2 separate regions of the Mus musculus genome follow, and region 2 is linked to region 1. A link is a contact called in public HiChIP or PLAC-seq data. All regions are on one chromosome and are shown on one strand. The core of a region is the stretch at or near the end of the contact, and the rest is flanking DNA. Distances in the headings are between cores, read along the strand shown.

Region 1 (5,817 bases), core at 1,015-3,514:
CTGGGTGGCAGCACCCGACACTGGTCTTGTAGGCAGTAAGATGTGGAATTAGAGTGAGTGCCAAGCTAAGTCTCTGGCCTCAAGTGCTTCCCCAGTAAGGGGATATGGTCCAAGCTGAATGGTGGGCTCAGTCTTCTGTGTACCCCTCAGGGCTCTGGAAGGTGAGGCACACCGCGTATTGTTTGGCTTTGTGCCGGAGACGCCAGAAGAGCTACAGGTCATGCCTGGGAACATCGTCTTTGTCTTGAAGAAGGGCAGTGATAACTGGGCCACAGTCATGTTCAATGGACAGGTATGGGGGTGGGGTGGGGTGGGGTGGGTGGTTCGGGGAGATGCTAAGGGCACAGAGACAGTATCTGCTGCATCATTTGCAGAACTCCCAAAGGTCATCATCTGTGTGCTGTTTCTACCCATGGCTGCAGGCTGTTCTATGCTCTGGGTACTAATGAGTCTTTGTTTTCCCTTCTGGATTCTGGAATGTGACACTGCAGAAGGGGCTTGTCCCCTGCAACTACCTGGAGCCAGTTGAGCTTCGGATTCACCCTCAGTCGCAGCCCCAGGTACTGTCGTGCTGAGGCCTAGCCTGTTGCTCTCACCCTTCACACAACTCTCTAGAGTTGAAAGGGATGGCCTCCCTGTCATAGAAGGAAGACTCAACAGATCTGGGCCACTCAAGCTGGTATCAGATGCCCAGAGCTGAGCCTGTGTCGAGTGGAGGCAACAGTTATTCTACTGGACTGGCCTACCTCTGTTAGTCCTCCTGGTCAGGGAGACATAGGCAGCAAAGCCTAACGGTTTAGGGCTAGGTATTCCCAAGCCCGCCTCTTCACCAGGGAGAAGAGTCAGCTTGTTTGGTTGGTACAGTGCCACTGAAAAGGAAAGTAAGAGTTGGGGATGTAGCTCCAATGGGAGAGCACTCGCATAGCATGAAGCCCTGGGCTCAATCCTCAGTGCGGAACAAATCAGACGGGAAGCCATATGCTCCTAACACATGGGATGTGGAGGCAGGAGGATCAGAAGTCTGTCATCTTTAGCTACGTGGCACTCTGATGACAGACAGCCTATAGTCTCTCTTCACACTCAAGAACAGCGTGTGCTGAGTCACAGAACTGAGGTGCTTTGAAGTTGAAAATGTCCTGCCAATGGGAAATGGAATTTTCCCTTTCTCAGTACACTCCGCAGCTGAGACAGAAGCGTGCCATGTCACCTGACGCTGATGGGTTTTCAGCATGGTCGAAAAGATGGCAAAGGGTTTTGTATGTGGGCGTTAGGGTTCTTATTGCTCCTGAGAGTTAGCCTCCTTTCCTGTGTCATAGCGTTCCACTTTAGGAAGCCATTTGCATCTAGCTTCTTTCCAAGGAAACCCTCTTGTGCTTTTGTCTGACCTTTTTGTTTCCTCTTGTCACCTCCAGGAAGATACCTCTCCAGAATCCGATATTCCACCACCTCCTAATTCTAGCCCCCCAGGAAGACTCCAGTTGTCACCAGGTTGGTGGCCCCGAGGAAGGAGCTCTCTCTCTCAGATGCTTCATGAAAACAGACAGCTGTTTTCAGAGTCATTTAGGAAATTCTCGTTTCTTTTGCATACCATGCACCTTGCTTTACCTAGCATGCTCCTTGTTTTACCCAGCATGCACCTTGCTTTATGACTACATTTTTCCAGAGCCCTGTCTTGCTTGCACCATCCATCATCCCCCTGAAACATGATGGCAGTGCCCTGCCCTCACCTGCTTAGAAATGAGTGCAGGTAATGGGGCCCGCCAGTGGCCATCATCAGAGCAGTCACCAGGTGATCCTTTGCTAACTACCTAAAGCCGGTGGGAGGAAAAAGGCTGCAGCAAGCGCATTTTCACACCTCAGCTCTTGTCAAACCACTGAGTTGCACATGTCTGCAGAGCAGAGCCCCCAGGGCTTGAACAAAGGACCACTGGATGGTGTGGATGGAAGATCTTCCCAGAAGGACTTCTCATAATCTGGGGTGGGAAAATGATGACTCTTTGTTCCTGGTGAGCTTCAGCAGATGCTCCAGTAGATGACAGAGTCATCCTGCGCACGACCACCTGATGACCAAAGACTGCTTTGGTGGCCCTCCCCTGCATACTTATTTGGAAAGCTGCGAACCTACAGAGAAGTTGGAGGTGGGGTACACTGAGTGCCACAACACTTTTCACTTAAACACAGCAGCTCTGGGCCAGCCAGGTGGCTCCACAGTCAAAGACGCTTGCTGCACAGTCCTTGTGGCCTGAGTGCACTCACAGGGCCTCCATAAAACAGGAACTGGAGAATCAACACCACAAAGGAGCATGGCTTGCCTCCGTGCATGTCAGGGCGTGTGCCCTTGCATCACAAACATTTTAAATGGAAACAACCCGTCAGCTACTTACATTTTACTTCATGTATTTGGACTCTTCTCTACCCCTCCTCCCCTGAGAGCCACTTAAATATAAGTTAGAGATCCATGATCGAGCCTACCAGGATAGAAGTCCCCTGGGAACAAGCATGGCTTCTGCCTACAGAGTGCACTTCTCATCCAGAACATCTGCCCTTGATAGGTATCACCTACTCCACATGTAAATGCCTCGGTGGCCCCATCCAGTGTCCCTCATAGTTTTTTTTCTTACCTTTTCTGTCTGGAGGACACACACTGAAAAGGTTGGAGTACCAGGCTCCTAGGCCTTTGATTGATTTTAGCAAAAGTTCCCAAGGGATTCGAATAATCAGCAGCACAGAGGTTCTTCCATCCTCAGTAGTAAAGGGTCTCAGACTTCACTTATACACACTTTGCTGTGCTAACATAGTGTGCATTTCAGACCATAAACACACACAAAACAGGGCCATGAAATGGTAATCATCTTCCTGGTGCTTCTGCCTGGGGCCTGGGGTTATCACACGTCCATCTTCCCTCTGTCTGTCTTGGATCCTCCAGGGTTAGCTGGCCTTTGAGCCAGTCCCCATAGTTACCTACCTGCAGCGCCCTGGAAGCAGACACCAGCTCTGCTCACACATTTGCGCTCTCTATGCTCCTCTAGATCCACCCTGGATGTTAAAGGGTAGGGAGATGGGCACTGTGGGTGGCAGGTGCCACTATGAGTGTTCACTTACCATCTCCTTTTCCATTTAGGTCACAAGCAAAAAGAGCCCAAGGTAAGTTTTTCCTTGTTTCCAAGTGGAGATGGGTGAGCATGGCTTGTCTAGCATGAGATATCTCTTAGAATATGGACTATCAATGAAAGGGTTGAATCAGTTGCTACCTGACTCTCCATCTACACGTCATCCTAGCCCCTAGCTGAGCACATAGCTCAGTAGAAACTTCTGTCTCAGTGTGCTGGATTGGAGCCCTCTGAAAGACCTCTCAGGGAATGCAGAAATGGGCTGTTTATTAATATACAGTTGTCTACTGATTTTTTAACTTATTAGATTTATTATTAACTGGTAAAAACCAGCTGTTTATTAAACACCCCCCTTTCCCTGAGGCACTCCTGGTGCCCATACACAAAGTGGTGGAAGGCTGTGGTGGTCCAGGATGCTGTCAACAACCTCAGCCGCTAAGGTGGTCTTCCTTCCTCCTGCCTCAGGAACTGAAGCTCAGCGTGCCTATGCCTTACATGCTCAAGGTGCATTACAAATACACAGTGGTCATGGAGACGCGGCTTGGCCTCCCCTACAGCCAGCTTCGGAACATGGTGTCTAAGAAGCTGGCGCTCTCGCCAGAACACACTAAACTGAGGTAAACCCCATGAAGTCGGGAGCTGGGGATGCAGCAGGGGTGGATGATGGGGTGGGTCTTGTCTGATGCAGAGGACTGGCTATGGGATGTTTTTTGTGTTGATACTTTCTGCCTTGGTCCTTACTCATCATCCCTACCAGCTACCGGCGTCGGGACAGCCACGAGCTTCTGCTCCTGTCCGAAGAAAGCATGAAGGATGCCTGGGGCCAAGTGAAAAACTACTGCCTGACTCTGTGGTGTGAGCATACGGTGGTGAGTGGAGGGAGCCGGGACCTAAGGCCATTTTTAACATCTCCTGTATGCCACACATTGGCTTAGTGATGGGGACATTGTGGCTTACAGGCTCATCCAGTTATAGCAGGCATCAGATAGCAGTTATAGAGGACTTTGGATGAGTGGGACCCAGAAGTGCACAGCAAGCCTACGGCTGCCTTCACTAGACTGACTGGGTCAAGGACAGGCCTGAAGCTACAACAAGAAACAGGACTTCCTGGCAACCCTGAGCTCCTCAAAAGCCTGTCTCAAAATATTTTTAAGTCATTCTGAAGCTTTAGAGAGTATCAGAACTACCTAGAGCTAGCTCTTAGGAAAGCTGTCTTAGTAGGTATGAGATAGATCTTCAGCGTTTGTGCTATGGAAAAGGGGTGAATTCAATGCTGAGCTTAGTTAAGGACAGGAGAATGATCAGTAGGAATAGCCATTTGCTGTCTGGCCTGATGACTTGAGCCCGGAACCCACATAGTAGAAGAGAAGTGACTTGTGCAAGTTGTCCTCTGATCTGCCGCTCCCCCCACCCCCATATGATAAAAACTAGTTGAATTTATACCACAGACTGCCATTTATTTGTGGCTCAATATCATTTCCCAATCTGAAAAGAACAATGCCTATTCTACCCTGGGTCTGTGTAAGGTTTATTATGTAAGGCAATTTAAAGCTACATAGGGCTCTGTACACATTTTGGTTTCATTTATCCAAACATTCAGTATTCATAGAATGTGTTAGGCCTATAAGGAAGTATTGAGCATCAATTGCTTCCTTTAGTGGTTTTCAAAATTTGCTGGCTATGAATGAGCAAAAACAGGCCCTTTACCATTTCAGGGTGACCAAGGTCTTATTGATGAACCCATACAAAGGGAAAACTCAGACGCCAGTAAGCAGACTACGGAGCCTCAGCCTAAGGAGGGGACCCAGGTGGTAGCAATCTTCAGTTATGAGGCTGCCCAGCCAGAAGACCTGGAATTTGTGGAAGGAGATGTAATCCTGGTACTGTCACATGGTAAGTGCTACCCCAAGGCCACAGAACCAGAGGCATGCATGTATCAGCAAAACCAAAGGGCAGACAAAGGAAAACACCAACTCTTAGCTAATCTCTTCCTAGATTTTGGTAAGAGGAGGCAAAAGCAAATGCGTGGCTTTCTCCTGTCCTTGACTTTACTAGGCACAAAATGATGACAACATACTGACTGTTCCAGAATGTAACTGGCTGGAACTATTCTGTCTCTGCTAGAACCCATCAAGTACTTTCCAGAGAGAAGGGGAGGTCCATTCTGCTGCAGAGGCAGCCAATTGTCAGTGACTTACCTGACTATTAGGAACCTAGGGATTACAGGGTAACATGGGCAGGAAGGGTACCATTCTTGTGAAAATCTGGGTGTGGCCACCATTCATTTCATTAAAAGCCTAAAATAGCTATTATAATGCATAGTTTTTACAAATGTACTAAACCTATCACTAGCTCCAATTTTTAAGGCCTTGATGAACCTTATGGCGCTTACCACCATGCCCTTTCATGTTATCAAAATGAATTCTAGCAGAGCTCAGATAAAACTACTTCTTAAAAACAATTCTGACCTGAGGCTTCATGTTCAGTCTTATTCATTCTACATTTTACTGTGTATTTATTGCATCCACAACAGAACCCCGTTAGATGGTAAGTCTAATATTCAAATTACTTTCCAGTTATTTTGCTACCATAAATGGGAACAGGGGATGACTAATAGGGTCAATGGACCACTCACGATGGTACAATCTTTCCCGTTTTTAGTAATCAGTGTATATTTTGCTTTTTATCAGTGAATGAAGAATGGCTG
Region 2 (5,556 bases), core at 3,046-5,545, 340 kb after region 1:
AACATTTCACTTAGTTTACAGTGTTATGAATTTGTTCCCAATTCAAACTGCTGGAGGTATTTGCTTTTTGTTTTTTTTTTTCCCACAGAACCACTGCCAAGTTGAGTCTTTCCCAACTACTACTGGTGAAACTGATTTTTTAAATCTCCAACAGATGTGCCACACAGCTGTCACATGCTGTGAAATTTCTACCGAGGGATGGGTACAACGTCTCATGTGTTATGCACACCAGGCAACTGTCCCTGTAAGGCTGTGCTGTCCTACGAGCCAGCATCCTTCCGGCCCCATGCTTCCAGGAGCTGTCTCTAAGCAACTACATACTCCTGTCTGCTTCTCTAATTCAGAGCATACTGCCATTTTGTTTTTGAGATGGTGTCTTATGTAGCCCAGGCTGGCTTGGAACTCAATATGAGCTGAAAATGACTGTGCACTGCTGAGCCTTCTGCTCTTGTCTCCCAAGCATTGGGACAATAGGCATTTGCCACCACACTTCACTGGAGGAGCACATTGGCCTTGAAGGTCTGCATTGCCTGAGAACTTGGTGACAATACTCCCAGGAGCCTTGCCTGCAAGACTCTTTAGTTGCCAGGCTGGGCTGCAGTTAGCTGACCTGCACTATATATGTGACACACTCACATCCAGACAAGAGGGAAAGTCATCCTATTGCATCTTTTGCTTGCAGCTCTTTTTGCTGCCGTTGGTGTATGCTGGAACCATGGCTTCCTTCACATTTTCTTAGACTGATGTCCCTAAAACCAGTGACCACTCACTCTCTCAACCAAGAGAGGGAAAAAAAAATCACATTTTAAATTCTAGAATATTCATAACACAGCTTGTGGGAGTCTTTTTCATCAGAGGCCATTTCTTACTGTATAGCACCATGAGCTCACTGGTGGCCACAGGGCACCCACTAGGCTGACTATGCCAGAGGATCAATGGAAAAGTGGTAGTCACTCTCTGAGGACAGAGACAAGCAGCCAGCCGGGGCGAAGGGCGACTGTAGTCGGGGGTTTCCATGTATGCATTTCAAAGAAAATAGAAATCTGAATTTGTGTAGGAAATCTATTGCATTTTAAATGTTTGCCCAAATATATTTTTAAGTATTCTCCACCCCCCTCCGCCCCCAAAACAAAGCAGCATTAAGGGTAAAGGGCTGTACTTTGCGTCTTACTTAGAAAGACAGGAAATAGGAAAATTAAAGCCCGGGGACGGCATCACGTAGGGCTAGAAGCTGGTTCGTAGTAGCTGTTTAGGAGTTGGGAATGAACTAATAAGTGAATGTTCTTTTGAATTTTAGGAATCCTATTGCTGCATGTGGAGGCTCACACCTGTAATTGCTACACTTGGGGAGCTGAGGGAGGGTCAACGGGAGTTCTTGGCCAACCTGGGCTATATAGTTCCAGGACAGCCTGAGCTACAGAATGAGGTTCTGTTTTAAAGAAGGAAGGAAGGAAGGAAGGGAGGGAGGGAGGGAGGGAGGGAGGGAGAGAGGGAGGGACGGAGGGACGGAGGGAGGGAGACAGGGAGGGAGGCAGGCAAGCTAGCCATAGATTAAAGTAGACATATACAATCTTAGTAACCTAGGACTCTGGTTGGATTGGGCACGGACACCCCTCTCCCTAATGATGTACGTGGCAGCCTAGCTCCTTTACCTGTACACACTGTGTAACCACAACCATCTCCAAACAGTGTACCCAGATGCCCTGCCCTGCCCTTGCATCAGACTACACGCACACCCTTCTCTGGATAGTACGACGCTTGTCTTTCCTGATACAGACATCAAGCTAAGTCAGCTTCCCTTCAAATATGGCGTCTATTCTCAATGCATCTAGGTGTGAGGACCGGGAACGACTGCTCCAGCCTGAACTGGGTTTTAGTGCACGCACAGGAAGGCAAAACTTTTTCCTCAAGTGAATTTTCAGGGAAAACCCTTTATTCACCATCTTATGTCAGCATACCGGGCATACATATGATGAAACTCAGATGCATTACGGGAAGGGACATACCCAATAGAAAAATGATTATACGACCCTATCATCTAAATAGAAAACTGCTTAGGCTAAATCTCCTAGTTAACCAATGTCCTCCTTCTCTTGAACTCCAAAGGGAAACTCCAGATCAGCTCCAAACAGTAAGCAGGACGTGAGTGCCTTCACTTACATGGCTTGATGCTCTCCACCTTTGTTTTTACAATAAGTTTCTTTGCTACCTTTGCAGACCTCTGTGAGCTTTGATTTCAACTCCTTGAATAAGCACCTGGTCCCAGTACCAGTCCTGGAGACGGATGCCTGTGCGTCTACCATTTAAAGAGCATCTATCCTCACGTATCTGCACGTGTATTAAGAATGCAAGTTGGCAGTCACTCATTCCTATTCTTCTCCATGGGAGTCCAACTTAGAGAACTTAGTCCAACTTAGGTATTTTAGAGAAACATACCTAAACGGAAGCCCATAATACATTCTGAAATAAGAGGAAATTCTAAAAATGTCTTTTTTATTATTATATGTTTGTTCCCTTATGTCTAGGTGTGTTTAATTTTATGCCTGGAATTTTTTCCACTTTTATTTTCAAATTTGTTGCTGTTTTTGCTAACTTTGACCTATATACCTTCCAGCTTTTGTTGGGAGTCCCTGACACACACACACACACACACACACACACACACACGTAATGGCAGTATAAGTGAGACAAGTCTTGGATGCCCTTGAGTGAGCAGCGGCAGGCCATTTACCCACAGTCCTCTCAGTCCCGTTCAGTCCACTCTGGACAAATACACAGAGCATCTAACGTGAGCCAGGCTATTCCAGGCTCCGGGATGCAGCAACAAACAAAACTACACATGTCTCAACCCTCAAAGGGTTTCCATGGCAGATCACCAAGATAAACGAGTAACGCACGGAGAGCATATTAGGATAGTGATATTTATTAACGGGGAATGTAAAAACCAGCAAGCATAAATAAATGTAATATTGTATATATTCACTAAATACTTATCGAATTACCCATGTTTTCCAATTTCCCCATGAGCAGGCCTGGGTCCAGGAGTCAGCATTAAGACATTATTACAGGGGCTAGAGAGACGGTTCAGTCAGCAAAGTGCTTGTTATGTAAGCATGAAGACTTGAGTTTTATCCTCAGAACCCACATTAAAAATATGGGTGTGCTGGCATCCTAGCACTGTGGAGGCAGAGATGGGTTTCTGGGGCTTGTGGGTCAGGTAGCCTAACCTAATCAGTGAGTTTTTGGTTAATGAGAGATTGTCTCAAAAAACCAAGAGATTGTCTCAAAACAAAACAAAACAAAACAAAAACAAAAATCCAAACCGGCTTCCGAGGAACAATATTATCACCTGATCTCTACATGCACGAAAGCACACACATACATGTGCATACAAACACATACACACAACCTAAATATTTAAATATATGTATATGTATATATATGCATATACCAGATAGGTGGGTAGATAGATAGATAGATAGATAGATAATAGATGGATGGATAGATATATGATAGATGACAGATAAATAGATAGATGATAGATACATAGATAGATATAGATAGGAAACATTACATGAGAAAACACAAAATCAGAGTTGGGAAAATGGCTCAGCAGGTAAAGACATTTTGCCACCAGGCATGACAACTCAAGTGCAGCCCTTGGAACCCACACTGCGGGGAGAGAAGTGACTCGAATAAATTGTCCTCTGACTTGCATGTATGGGCTGTGGCGTGTACAGCTCCCCTCTGTCACACACACAGTGAGAGAGATAGAAAGACAGAGAGACAGAAAAAGTGATGAGGGGAAAAACACCACAAAATAGAAGGCACACATGAACCCTGGACATAGGACTAAACCAGGGCTGTCACCACACTACATCCCGGTCATTATTTCTTTGCCTATCATTCATGCCACACCCTTTCCAGGCTGCAAAAATCTCTTCAGATTTCATCTGCTTCTCTGTCCCCTCACTCGAGCTCTTGACAGCCAGCCAGGTTCTCCCCACAGATAAAGGAATGCAATTTATCAAGTTCACCTCCAGCCCTAAACAAACACTTCTGAACCGGAATCGGTTTACAAAGATTTCCACATATTTCTGTACGTCTAGTAAAGCGTGGGTGGTACCTGGGTCTGTGTGCTGTGCACTGTTTCTGGGCCGCTGAAGTGTGTATTATAGTGATAACTGTAATAGCTTGGTCGCTGACCCTCAAAGTGCTCCTTAGGAGAGGCCCGCCAGGCAGCCAGACAGTGCAGGTCTGCCCACCACCACCCACACTCTTCGGGAGAGCAGATCAAAGGAGCTGGAAGCCTCTTTAACAATGGAGCCTGGAGCCTGGAATTCCTCTAGGCTCTTCCCAGAACTCCCACCCCTCACTAAACGTGGTCTCTGGCAAGTCAGGACAGGAAGTTAAGGGGCAAAGGCTGGTTCCAAGCCTTAGACTTAGGAGAATGAAAGGAAACAGAAAATGTTTCCTAGGGCTGTACTCTGGGTGGGCACAGATTCATCCAGTGCTCTTTTTAAACTTCCCAGGAGAAAATATCACCTTCTGGAGCAAGCAGCTACCAGAAATCGTACCAACATGGCATACCTCCGTTCATCGAAGCTACAATGAGCCTCTCTATTGTGTGAAACTTAGAAGCAAGCTCTGAGCCAGGTGTGGGCTCAGACCTGTAATTCCAACAATCAGGACGCTGAAGCAGGAGGACTGCTCTGAGTTAGAGGTGAGCCTGGGCTACATAATCGAATCTCTCCCAAACACACAACAGATAACAAAACCCACAAAAACCAATAATATATACACTCAGCTTTTCACCAGGGTATAGTGTGTGAAGTCACTGTGCTTGTTAGTGGCTTAAACGGAATACCAAAATGAAAATATACACATTCCTGAAACAACAACAACAACAAACACCCTGTGTATTTTGGCCCATGTCAGCTCCTCCTGTAACTCTCTTTCTCTTGTTCCCTGGGTCTCAACACCTAGATCCTTGCATGAATTCTGGAACCCTGAGCTCTTCGCTGCCTCTGGCCTTCAGATTTGCCATTTCCACAGAACTGGCTGGGTGCCCGAAAAAACATAAATCAGAGTATGACCTGCAGTGGCTTCTCTCTCCCTGCTGGAAGCAATCCTCACCACATGACCACAGAACTCACCACTTCCATATATAGCACATCTGTGGGCATTATCCAGTTCATGTCTAGAGTTTCTCTCTTGTCCCTTCCAGTGGTACCCACTTCACTGTTTGTCACTGTCGTTGCTAAGATATATGGAATGGATAGACAGAGAGAAGTAAGAGAGCAGAACAAGAAATGAAAGAAAAGGGAGGGAGGGGTGTGATACAGGCAGGCTGAGTATAAGAAACACCATTCAGGGGCTGACTGGGATGCTCAGTGGGTAGGGGAGACTGCTGCCAAGAGCACATGTTTGGATCAACAGAGGATCCATTGTTATGGGAGAGAAGATTAAGCCAAGATGAGAAAGGATCTTCAAATGTTGGGAATCCACTTATACCAAAACCAAAATCTGGGGTGGGGGTGGGGGATGAACAAAAGA

What was found. HiChIP or PLAC-seq counts read pairs in DNA pulled down with a chosen protein or histone mark.
Region 2: a contact with region 1 is called in an H3K27ac HiChIP or PLAC-seq map of embryonic stem cells, with 2.2 times the contacts expected there. The contact joins two enhancer-like sites. A contact is called at or near these places in 2 of 115 datasets of contacts at active chromatin or transcription factors (embryonic stem cells and pancreatic cancer cells) and 1 of 9 other capture datasets (embryonic stem cells).

Annotation. Positions count from the first base shown.
Region 1 is chr1:152,830,202-152,836,018 of GRCm38.p6, forward strand. Ncf2 (neutrophil cytosolic factor 2) reads left to right here. Exons shown (of 16, transcript NM_010877.5): 9 at 151-292; 10 at 492-560; 11 at 1,413-1,488; 12 at 3,122-3,144; 13 at 3,576-3,727; 14 at 3,868-3,979; 15 at 4,826-5,003; 16 at 5,801-5,817. Among named protein-coding and RNA genes, the nearest start is that of Ncf2, 33 kb to the left of the region's middle. Within about 2 kb of position 2,265, at least 60 of the 459 cell types and tissues checked have an H3K27ac peak or open chromatin away from gene starts, as enhancers often do. A contact at or near this core is called in embryonic stem cells, where this site is marked.
Region 2 is chr1:153,168,351-153,173,906 of GRCm38.p6, forward strand. The region is part of intron 2 of Lamc2 (laminin, gamma 2); the gene reads right to left. Among named protein-coding and RNA genes, the nearest start is that of Lamc2, 15 kb to the right of the region's middle. Within about 2 kb of position 4,296, at least 83 of the 459 cell types and tissues checked have an H3K27ac peak or open chromatin away from gene starts, as enhancers often do. A contact at or near this core is called in embryonic stem cells, where this site is marked.